Linked DNA regions of Gossypium arboreum: all the other regions are linked to region 3. Evidence: chromatin contacts called from public Hi-C data. All regions are on one chromosome and are shown on one strand. Each heading gives the region's core, a stretch centred on a gene start, on an enhancer-like site or on the middle of the called end of the contact. The rest is flanking DNA. Distances are from core to core; before and after follow the strand shown.

Region 1 (3,760 bases), core at 767-3,266, 810 kb after region 3:
ATATATTATATAGTACATATAATCATATATATAAATTGTGTGCAATTAGAATTGAATCAGAACTAAATTGAAATAGAGATTAAATTAAAAAGATGAGAAACTATGAAGAATCAATTCAAAATTATCTCATTTTTTCCACAAAAAAAAAAAAAATACATGGATCCAAGCAGGTTGACATGCGGGTCCTTTTAAGTTTTATTCGAGAAATGGTTTACATGTTAGTTTCGTTCCTAGATTTATTATTATTATAATTATTTATTTAAGTTGCTTATTATCATATGTAGGTAATAGTTTGAATTTTTATTTGGAATTGTTATTTAAATACATGTGATAAATATGTTTTATACAATTTTGTAATTAATCCTCAAAATTATTGGTTACTTGTTCTCAGTGATAAAATGTTGTCAAATTCAGTGAATAAAATTTTGCTTTTTAATAAAATTAAAATGTTACATCACAAATTTTCAATTAAATAAATTCATGTTGAATTTAATTTTAGGGTGAATTCAAACTTATAATATTCAAAATCCAAGACAACATTGATTTAATGTATTAATTTTGGACGTTATGAGAATGCATAATTGATTCTCAAATTTGAATTTTTTCTAATTTTTAACGTAAACCTAACAATTGTCATTTTAAACGAATTATCTAATTTATTTTTAAAAAATAATTTTGTAGATATCTGATCATATTTAATAAAAAGAACCGATGACGGCCCTCGTGTTCTTAGCTAAATATCATCAAGCTTAATTTCTCGGTAACAGCTACGAAATACAAACTATGAACATATTACCTCAAAATAATTTTTCTAAACAACGCCCAAAGTTTGTTGCTCAAAAAGCTAAAAACTGAAATAAAGATCATAATTTAGTTGGGCTTACTCAAATATCCCAACAATCTCAACAATGAGTTGGGAGATGTATAAATATATTGAAATTTTAAGTAAATAAACATTATGCGTGACTATGATTTTCATTTTAGCTTCTTATATTATTTTACCTTTCAATGCTTTATGCATCATTGTAAAAAATTAATTCAGTTTGAGTTGTAAATTATTGATTAATTTGGCAAACATTAAATATAACTAAAAAAGGAAGAATTTTGAAACTCAAACAATTATCTCAGAATTTAAAGTTTTCATATATATGCTCTTATACATTCTTTAAAATTTCTTTTATATATTCTTTTTTTGTAATTTTATATTGATCTTTGCTTTACTTTAATCAATGCATGTAATTAACTCTCATTATATTTGAAAAATATAAATTTAATTTTATAAATATTATTAACGTGTCTTTTAAAAAAATTATATTTTAAATTGATTTGGACCACGAGACTAATAAAGCGAATTCTTAATAAATTAAATTGATTTGAAGTCAAAAATCAATGAAGTAAAGTTTAGTGTGAAATTGTGGGAAAAAAGGCTAAATTGAATGAAATGAAAAGTATAGGGATTAAATTTCAAAATTTCCATTTTTAGCTTAGAAAGGATTAAAAAGCAATTTTTACATGGTTGTATATTGTTTTGAACCTTTATGAAGTTATTTGGGGATTTAATGAAATGACATATTCGATATAATAAAGTTAAGTGATAAAAGAAAGGGACTAAAGGTGCAATTTCTCCATTAAAGGATACTTTGGACATTTTGAGAATTTTATATCGGAAATTTTAAAATTTATTTCGCATGTGTAAAGATGAAATAAAAAAATTATTGGCCATAGATTTTGGACTTTAAAAATCATAAAAAAGAGTGGGCCACTCATTTGATTTTTTTTTGTGCTTTGACTTTGACAATTCTTTTGAATAAAAGAAAGGAAAGACGAAATGTCTTCTCTCCTCATTTGATTTTTTCCCCCTTCGTGTCGTCCACCTTCCTTAAAAGAGAAGAAAGTTTTCTCTTCTCATCTTTCTCATATTTTCTCACATTTCATCCAAAGTTTACACTACCCAAGTCATTTTCTTGTTAAAAGCTTGTAGAGCACACATTTCTAAGCCTAGTTCCATCGTCATCTTCTTCATGGAAAGAGTGAATTTCCATGATATAGAGAGAGAAAGCCCGAGTTAGTACGAAAAAGTAAAAAAATAAAGTAAGAAAATGTATTTTGTCATATTTAAGATTATTTTACATAAGTTTCTCAAGAACATGATATTTAGGTGTTATGTATAATATGTGTTTTAAAGAGAAAGAGTCGAATTGTGGGTTATGGAGATTGAGCATGAAAGAGGAGTATTGGATTAGTTAAGTAGAGGATTTTGGTGCTTTTTTTATTATTATTTAAAAAGAGGTAAGTTCTTAAAAAACTATTGTAAGTGAATGAAATAGTTTAATGAAAATGAAAGTAGAGATAAGTATGAATGTGTTATGGTTTTAGACTAAAATGTGAAATAAATTTTTATGGTATGTTGGTGAATATTTAAATGAAAAGTTGACTTAATTGGTGGACAAAAATAAAGTTAACAAAGTTAATAATTTGATAAGGAAAATGATAAGTATGACATAAAAATGAGCTAGTAAGTGAATATGAGTGAAATTTATATGATGTTATGTCACTATTAAATTCATAATTTTACACACAAAGTCTAAAATCTACAATTTTGCACACAAGTATCGAGATTTATAGCCCAAGTCCCAGACTTATTAGCTAAGTCTCGATACTTTGTTGTCCAAGTCTCAAGACTTGCAATCCTTGCACCCATACAAAATATTTTATCAGTTTGAACCACTAGCAACCCGTTTTATGCCTCAAAGAAATATTCCAAAATGATTTTTAAAAATGAAATTAAACTTCTTGAAGGTTGAAATGTGTTTTAAGGGAAATTTTATTAGATTCTTAAAAGAAAAACTTTGCAACCGGAGGTGGGATGGGTAAAGGGTGTAACACAAATAACTCTGTAGATATAATACAGCCTCCGAGAATTTGTGATTCCCGCCAAAATTTAGGCTTGGTTATTGGTTGAATTCTTTACAAATTGAAACCGACTATTTTTAATGCTTTGAATAGGAGAATTATTGATCATCCTCTCCTCAAAATCTTATATACACATATATTATTTGCGCATAACTGTGAATATGTATATGATACATTTCCCTGTTTCTCTATGGTCAAAATTATCCCATTAAAAGAAAATTAAACATGATATATCATCCCCACCTCCAACGTAGACGCATGGGGTACACTTAACGCATAGGTTGATAGTCGGCTGTTTCTTCTCAAGAATTCATACCCGTAGTTAATTACAAGCTTCTTTATCAGGCTAGATCCTTGCTTGGCTTTGACATATGAGTGCCCTAGTATGTATGCTATCCCAGCTTCCCTAGCTTCCATAAGTTCCTGCAACTCTTCCCTTGCACCAGTATCTATCTCCGGGCTCTTTGGCACAATAAACCGTACTCTTTTTCTCAGTTTTATTACAGGTGGTGGTGACCATATCTCCTTCAACTCTGATGGACCAGCTGCCTCTATTTTGTCTGCATCATCCTCCCTCATCTGAACCCCTTCTGTATGGCTAGAACATGTTCCGACGACTGTCATTTTATCATCATCTTTCACCAGATCTTCATTAACACTACCAGGAGCAACACTTTCTGACCGTATAAACTCCGCTATACTGCAAACAAGATCTTTCTCAAACTCCATGTCATCTTTATGAACATCGCGATACCCGTATCGTACGATGCACCTATAAAGCCTGTACTCCCTAGGTCCAATATGACCGATCAGAAACCGTTCCTCAGGTTTAACATGAGGAACTGGG
Region 2 (3,473 bases), core at 594-3,093, 730 kb after region 3:
CACTCTTTCCTTACAACAGCACGTTCTTCTGCTGCAGTTTTGCAAGAACGTATAGCCCGTATCATGTCCCTGCATTGGAGCAGTAAGTACAACAGTTTCAACTGATATGCATATAAACTAAAGTCAAGTCAATCGTTCAGATCCATTGATATAACTTGGAGAAGAAAATATACAAAATATGTGGTCAATAATTTGGTTATTTCAAACAGGGCAAAAGGTGTTTGGGGGGAGCTTAGTCCCTGAATTGTTTAGGGAGAACAAAAGTGTTCTTAAAAACCAGCAAGAAATTCATGATCCTCTTTTCTTTTCCCCAAAAAAATTACATATAACTAAGAGATCCCATTTTGCAATTTATACCAAAATGTTCTTGTCAACAATTTCTGGAACGTACTACTGAACTACGCATGGGAAGAATATCAGGATATAAATCATTTGATGAATAAAGACAAGGAGGTTGAGATCTTTATATCCATAAAATATGGATGAAATTCAGCAAACTAATGCAAAGAACCGACTTAGAATTCCCTAACAGGGAACAGAGGTTATCATTTGCAAATTTGTTTAATCATACTAAATTTATATAGAGAAAGATACAACTATTCAGTTACATTGCAACAGATACAATCACGTAGCAGCCTACACAAGGAAAAGTAAAAAGAGAATTCAACTTTGCGATAGTTTCCTAAAAGTGTGATAAGTGCTACAAATCAGTTTGAACATATAACCACCAGAATTACAAGTACAACTGTACAACCAGGATATTCTTATTGTACCTTTGGTAACCATATTGGAGGATACTTACGTACATGACTACATTGACTATATTTTATATCTAAATTGCCACTAATTACTGATGTTTAAAGGTTCAAGATCATATAAATATCCCAAAATGCTGTATAACTTACATATCTATGGTGCAAGAAGTTGAGGAAGTATGGATAGTAAACTGGTGGATGTTTTCGTTTCCTCTCTAGAAATTTGTACCTTAAGCACCAATGGTATTTGGCGCATCATTCGATATTACCAATATTCATGAAAACAATAGATCAAGCTATTGTCAAACCCATTACTATATGAATATGCTATAACTTCAAATATTTCTACATTTTCACCCATAACTGCAACTAATTCAAAGCCAAGCTAGCTTGAAAAATGGAATTATGAAACCGAAATTCCTAACAAACTCCATTCGGCTCTAAGTTCAGACGCAATCATCTTTTAAGTAGAACTAACTACAACCGAACACCATAAATTTCAATCAAGGAATCAAAACAAATTGCACAGAAGCCCAGCTCTTTTAATCGAAAAACCAATACATTCAAATAAAAACCATCGTGTTCTTGATCTGACCTTCAAATTAAAAGGAAAAGGGAGGACAAAAAGAATAAATTGCAACGGAAGGAATTGATGCTCACCGTAGACGAGTACCGGACGAGAAAGGATTCATGATTGGGTCCAGGGTTGAAAGTTTCGTAGAGAGCTCGAATCAGATCCAATCAATTAAACGCTTCAAATAAATCAATCAACGAACGACGGCTGCACGGAATTAAATCGAATTTCTTTTCAAATCTAAGATCTGCAGTTGAAGATCCAAAAGTTGGAATTCGGAGATCTAAGAAGAGTAAAGCAGGCAGAGATTTGGATCTGAACGACAAAGAAAACGAACTCTCTGTTCTCCTTTTATTTTCTTCTTTTTTTCCCAGTGACAATGAAAATGCTGCCTGCTTCTTTTGTCTCTGTAAAACAATTTTAAAAAAAAAAAAGAATAATATAACTAAATTATCAAAAAAAATGTCGTGATTTTTATTTTTATTTGAACTCGGCCTTTTAAGATCCAAAACCTCAGCCCAATTATATCAAAACCATATTCGTAGATTTAATTGTCATATTTTTATAAAGGCTTAAATATGCTAATGCCCCCTGTACCCTATTAAAATTTAAAATTTTGTCTCTACATTTTAATTTTGAGACATTGAGACCTTGTATTTTTTATCTAAAAGTCTTGGTCTTCTCCCTAACTTCACCATTAAAGTTAATGGTGCTAAAGGTAAAATAACTCTTTTAGCCCTTAACATTTAGAATTTTTATCAATTTGATCATTATCCTTTAAAAGTACATTAAAATTTTAAAATTTAATTTATTTTCATATTTTAGATAAAAATATAAAAATTAAAAATATAGTTTCTAAAAAATTAAAAATATGAAAAAATTAAAATTTTAAAATTCAAAATATAAAATGACTTTAAAAATATAAACAAACATTCCAAAATTAAATGTTATCTAAACCAAATTAGACCGCCAATTGGATCGGAATTGAACCAATTTTGAACGAGTTTGACCAATTAGTTCCCAAAACAACTGGCCTGAATGATTCAAAGAAAATAAATTATTAAAACATCAAAAATAAAAATATTAAAAATATATAAAAATTTGTTCAACTTTCAGTTCAACTGATTCTTTAGCTCAATTCAACCAATTCATATCGGTTCACAGATCAACCAATTTTTTTACCATTCCATGGACCGATACCTCAACTGGTTCTTGATCCAATCGATCCAGTTTAGTTTAGATAACATTGAATTTTGAGATTTTTTTAAATTTTACAAATATTTTTAGTTTTGAATTTTAAAGAGTTCTTTTTCATATTTTCTTTTTATACTATATTTAATTTTTTTGTTTAAAATAAGAAATACATATTTAAATTTTTTTTAAAATTAACATTTTTTTAAAGGGTATGAAACAAATTGACAAAAAACTGTAAATGTTGAAGCTAAAAAAGTTTTAAAATGTTAAAAATACTGGTTGACCCGTAAATTAGTATGGACTGGGTGAACGAGGCTAAAAAAATTAGTTGAACTATCAATTGAACCAATTTTTATAATTTTTGATATTTTTTTATTTTTATTTTTAATAATTTATTTGCTTTGAATCGATCAAATCGATTTTTTAACACAGTTGAACCAATTCGTAGCAATTCACGGCTGAACCAAATTTTTATTTCTCAATGGACCAATACCCCAACTGTTCCCACTCCAATCTAGATAACATTGAATTTTTAAATTTTAAATTTTTGTTTATATTTTTAAAATGATTTTTATTTTTGAATTTTTAAGAATTTTTATTTTTTCTTAATTTTAATTTTTAAAAATTATATTTTTATTTTTAAAAGATTATATTTATTTTTATTTTTTTAAAAATATAATTTTTTAATTGTTATGTTTTGTAAAATATGAAAAATAAAATATTTTTTAAAAATTATGTACTTTTAAAGGGTAAGAACCAAATTGAGTAAAAAATTGTAAATGTTGAGAGCTAAAAAGTTATTTTGTCTTTGATATTGTTAGCTTTAACAGCAAAATTGAACGGCGGGATCAAGATTTTAAAATCAGAAAAGTATAAGGACTCCATGTCTTGAAATTATAAGGACTAAATTGAGTATAAAGACCTTTAGCGTATTTAAACCTTTTATAAAT
Region 3 (3,750 bases), core at 564-3,063:
AGGATATAACAAAAAATCTATCAAAAGGACCTATTTGGTTTAGGTACATTTTGTGCATCACATCACTTTCTTTTGTACCTCCCAAATAGTCAAACACCAAAATGCAGGTGGATCAAGTTGGTGTTTCTAAAAAGCAACATAAAACTTGCATCATAGAAGAGAGAGTTCACACTTACCAATAAGGTGATAACTGTACTGCTAAGGTCCAATATGAGTCTCAAAGCTTGTTCTCGAAATGCCATCAAATCAAGAAGTAGCTAATCCATGGAAAACAATCAATCACTATTACAAAGATAAAGAAAAAGGACAATTTTTATAAACTAAATATACATAAGAAAGAAACCTAAAAGTATATTTGAAAACCAAGAAATAGAATGTTATCCAACCTATATAGCTGCTAAGATGCCTGCAAGGAATTATGTAACTTAAATCATGCTGTGATGCGTACAGCACACATCAAAGACACTAAATCCTAGAATTTAAAGCCTTAAACTAGGAAGCAAATGAAATTTTGATAGGCCTTAAATCCCCTTTTGATAATTTATACTTTTGCAGCGCAATTAACCTCACCTGAACCCATGGTTCCAAACTCTGCAAATGAACTTCTGCATTACCACTCAAAGAATCCAGAGCAGCCTTATCAACCTGCACCGATTTTTATCAAAGACAATAGAACAATCAGATACTCACGAGTCGAAGAAGGCCTACAGCAACATGAAAAAATGCAGATCTTACACGCTCGAGTTGCAGTTTGCTGAAGTGCTCAGGGAACTTTTTTGAGAGCAAGATACAAATCCTTGGATGGTTAGGAAAAACACTCGCTTTCCAAAATGCTTCCGAAAATGCATGGCCTATAGGGTCTGGGTAGTCCAGGATTTGGTTCAATCTATACATTTTGGCCATAAGGCCATCCGCAACTTCAACCAGTTGCGCTACCCACTGCATGTTCAAGCCCTTGTGCGATCCCACACCCAAACTGTGGACCTGACCATCAGAATTCATGTACCTAGAGCTTCTAGATGAGAAAGGAGAAGTCGTGTCAAGACCCAAATAGTCAGTCCACCTTGATGGACCCTCCCATTCCCTCGATCTCCCAGCCCTAGGAGATACGGATGAATCTTGAGAAGAATAATGTTGCCGCAATTTCGCCATGGATGAATCAATTCACTTAGAGTTTCTGCAAATGGAAGTTCGATTAGGACCATAATTATATATAGTTCCACAAACTGCATTGTAAAAAGTTTCTTTTCTCTTACTTTTTCCCCTTTTTTTTTTCAGTTCAGTCAATTCCAAGACGAAGAATCCAATGAATTAATTCAGTCAATAACTCGGAAAAGAAAAACGAACTAGCAGTACTTGCAAATATTCAAAATAACAACAAAATAATGTTAGCTTCGTGGAGCAGTCCAGCGTTAAAAAAAAATTAAGTAAAATATCCAACAATCAAAAACCAAAAAAGAAAAGAAAAAATATTTCGATATTCCAAAATTAGACACTTAACAACATTAAAAAAGGTGAGGAAGTTGAAAGGATTTTACCGGTGCTCAGCTTCACCACATTTTGTGAAGAAGCAGACAGAGACAGAAAAACAAGAAACTAGTATTTGTCGTTGAGAATGCCAGAAAAAAAAAAAAAGTTCGGTTGTCTTTCTTCGTCGTTTAGAGCATCAACTCCAGATCTGAAAGAAAATAAAGCGGAATCGTCAAGGCTAAACCAAGTGAGGGTTTATTTATAAATAAAATAAAAATTATTATCTGGATAATTTCACAAATTTTCAATTTTTTTTCTTTCTGCTGTTTTTATTTAATTAATAATAATGTGATAATAGCGCGTACATGGGAATAGTTGAAGGACGAAATTTTCGGTTACTGGTGACGTGGCGGTCTTCTGTTTGCCCTTGTCCGGATACACATCTTCAGTACTAAACTAAATTAATGTAGTAAAATTCACTGCTTTTATCGTATTCATATTCTGTACTTGTCCATCAACATTTTATCCTAATTATCCATTCCGTACATGGAGAAAATATGTTTTAAGTGTATTTGTAACTTAGAATTTAGATGCAAATGATGGGTTTGGGATCAAATATTGGGAGCTTAGTAAAATATTTTAAAATTTTAAAATTTTAATGAAGATTTTTAAAAAATTAGAGTTTAAATCAAATTTTATGAGAATAATGAAAATTTTTAAATTTTTAATAAAATTTATTAAAAACTCAAAATAAAATTAAAAATGTAACTAGAATTTTCAAAAATTTGAGGAGTTTAATTAATTTTTTTTAGTTGCAAGAGAAAAGAAAATTTCTAAAATTTTGGAGGCATCTAATTAATTTTTTAAAAAAAAGTCAAAAAAGAAATTAAACCTTTTTCAAAATTTTGGGAATGCCAAAGCCCCTAGAGATCCGTCTTTGCTTAGACTATTTATCTTTTATTTTTAAGGGTAAGTTTGGTTCACTGTAATGGAATAGGGTTGTAATTGAATAGAGCTGTAATTGAATAGAGTTGTAATCAGTAATTCAACTATTTGATTGAATGGAATGGAATAGAACTGTAATAGTATTCTTGTGTTTGGTTGAATGGAATGATATTGTAATAGTATAAGGAAAAAAACTAAAATGACTAGAATACCCTTAGCGTAATTTTTTAAGTAAATGATTATTGTTATTAATTTATAATAGGATTATTATTAAATATAATTTAATAATAAATAATAAATAATTTAATCATATTTTAATATAATTATTATTAAATATAATTTAATAAAGATAATAATATAAATTTAATAACATTCTTAATATAATTATTATTAAAAATGAATGAATAAAAATCATAATATATAATATTAAAAATAATATATAACTATTTTATTATTTTTAAATTACAATGCATATTTAATGTGTTAGAATATCATTAGCGAAACAAATAATTTAATTATGTTCTATAAATTAATCTTCCTATAAATTAATCTCAATTTTATTGTATCATCTAAAGTTTCATTTGGACTATAATAACTGGTGTCATTATTTTCCTATAAATTAATCCCAAATTTATGGTTTCAACTAAAGTTTCATTTGTTATTTACATAACTTTTTATATAATTTTTTATCTGTGTTATTATCTAAAATTGATAAATTGTATTAAACATGAAATTTTTATTAAAAGAAGCACAAAGCACTAAAAAGAAAAAGTGTTATCTTTTTACTTTTCTACTTGTCCACCATTGGTATTAGTATTGCTGAAACATTTGTATAAATAGTCTGAAATTTGGTACCAACATAACAAAATTATATAAATAGTCTTGAAATTTTTATTTTTCTACTTATCCATTGGTATTAGGATCACTGAAGCATCGAAAAGAAAATGCACAAACATTTTATTTCTATATATTCAACACTCGGAATCTTGTCAAGTTGCAATATCTCCTCTATTTCCAAAGAGATCAATTGGGGACAATCCAAAATCATAATAAAATAATGTCAAAACTTAACCCATATTGCGATAAAGATTCCAACTCTTTCTAACCAAAGATGTCAAAATTTATTGCGAATCTCAACAATGCCTTCTCTGCTGAATCTCAACAATGCATTCTCTGCTGAAATATCAAATTTATTGAGTTACTCGACCTTGCCTTTGCTAGTTTACCTGTTATTAGTAACTTAACGCAAAGGCAAGGTTAGAACATCCAAGAAAAGAAAATATTATTTAAGGTAATTAAAACGAATACTATTGCTAGCAATGCAGTTAACATCCT

The links. A called contact is a pair of places that touch in the nucleus more often than the background predicts.
Region 1: a contact with region 3 is called in a Hi-C map of leaf, with 5 times the contacts expected there. The contact joins the enhancer-like site here to the promoter of LOC108463842 in region 3. A contact is called at or near these places in 2 of 5 Hi-C or Micro-C datasets (both in leaf).
Region 2: a contact with region 3 is called in a Hi-C map of leaf, with 4 times the contacts expected there. The contact joins the promoter of LOC108481564 here to the promoter of LOC108463842 in region 3. A contact is called at or near these places in 2 of 5 Hi-C or Micro-C datasets (both in leaf).

Annotation. Positions count from the first base shown.
Region 1 is chr1:52,362,872-52,366,631 of ASM2569848v2, reverse strand. It overlaps LOC108483723 (potassium transporter 6-like), which reads right to left. Exons shown (of 8, transcript XM_017787284.2): 8 at 2,988-3,760. The coding sequence ends at 3,133. Among protein-coding and RNA genes, the nearest start is that of LOC108482099, 4.5 kb to the left of the region's middle. Within about 2 kb of position 2,016, at least 2 of the 2 cell types and tissues checked have an H3K27ac peak or open chromatin away from gene starts, as enhancers often do. A contact at or near this core is called in leaf, where this site is marked.
Region 2 is chr1:52,439,686-52,443,158 of ASM2569848v2, reverse strand. LOC108481564 (AP-1 complex subunit gamma-2-like) reads right to left here and starts at 1,843. Exons shown (of 18, transcript XM_053028740.1): 1 at 1,416-1,843; 2 at 1-69. The coding sequence starts at 1,447.
Region 3 is chr1:53,170,684-53,174,433 of ASM2569848v2, reverse strand. LOC108463842 (protein NAP1) reads right to left here and starts at 1,813. Exons shown (of 25, transcript XM_017763789.2): 1 at 1,539-1,813; 2 at 1,257-1,355; 3 at 736-1,177; 4 at 571-645; 5 at 177-257. The coding sequence starts at 1,152.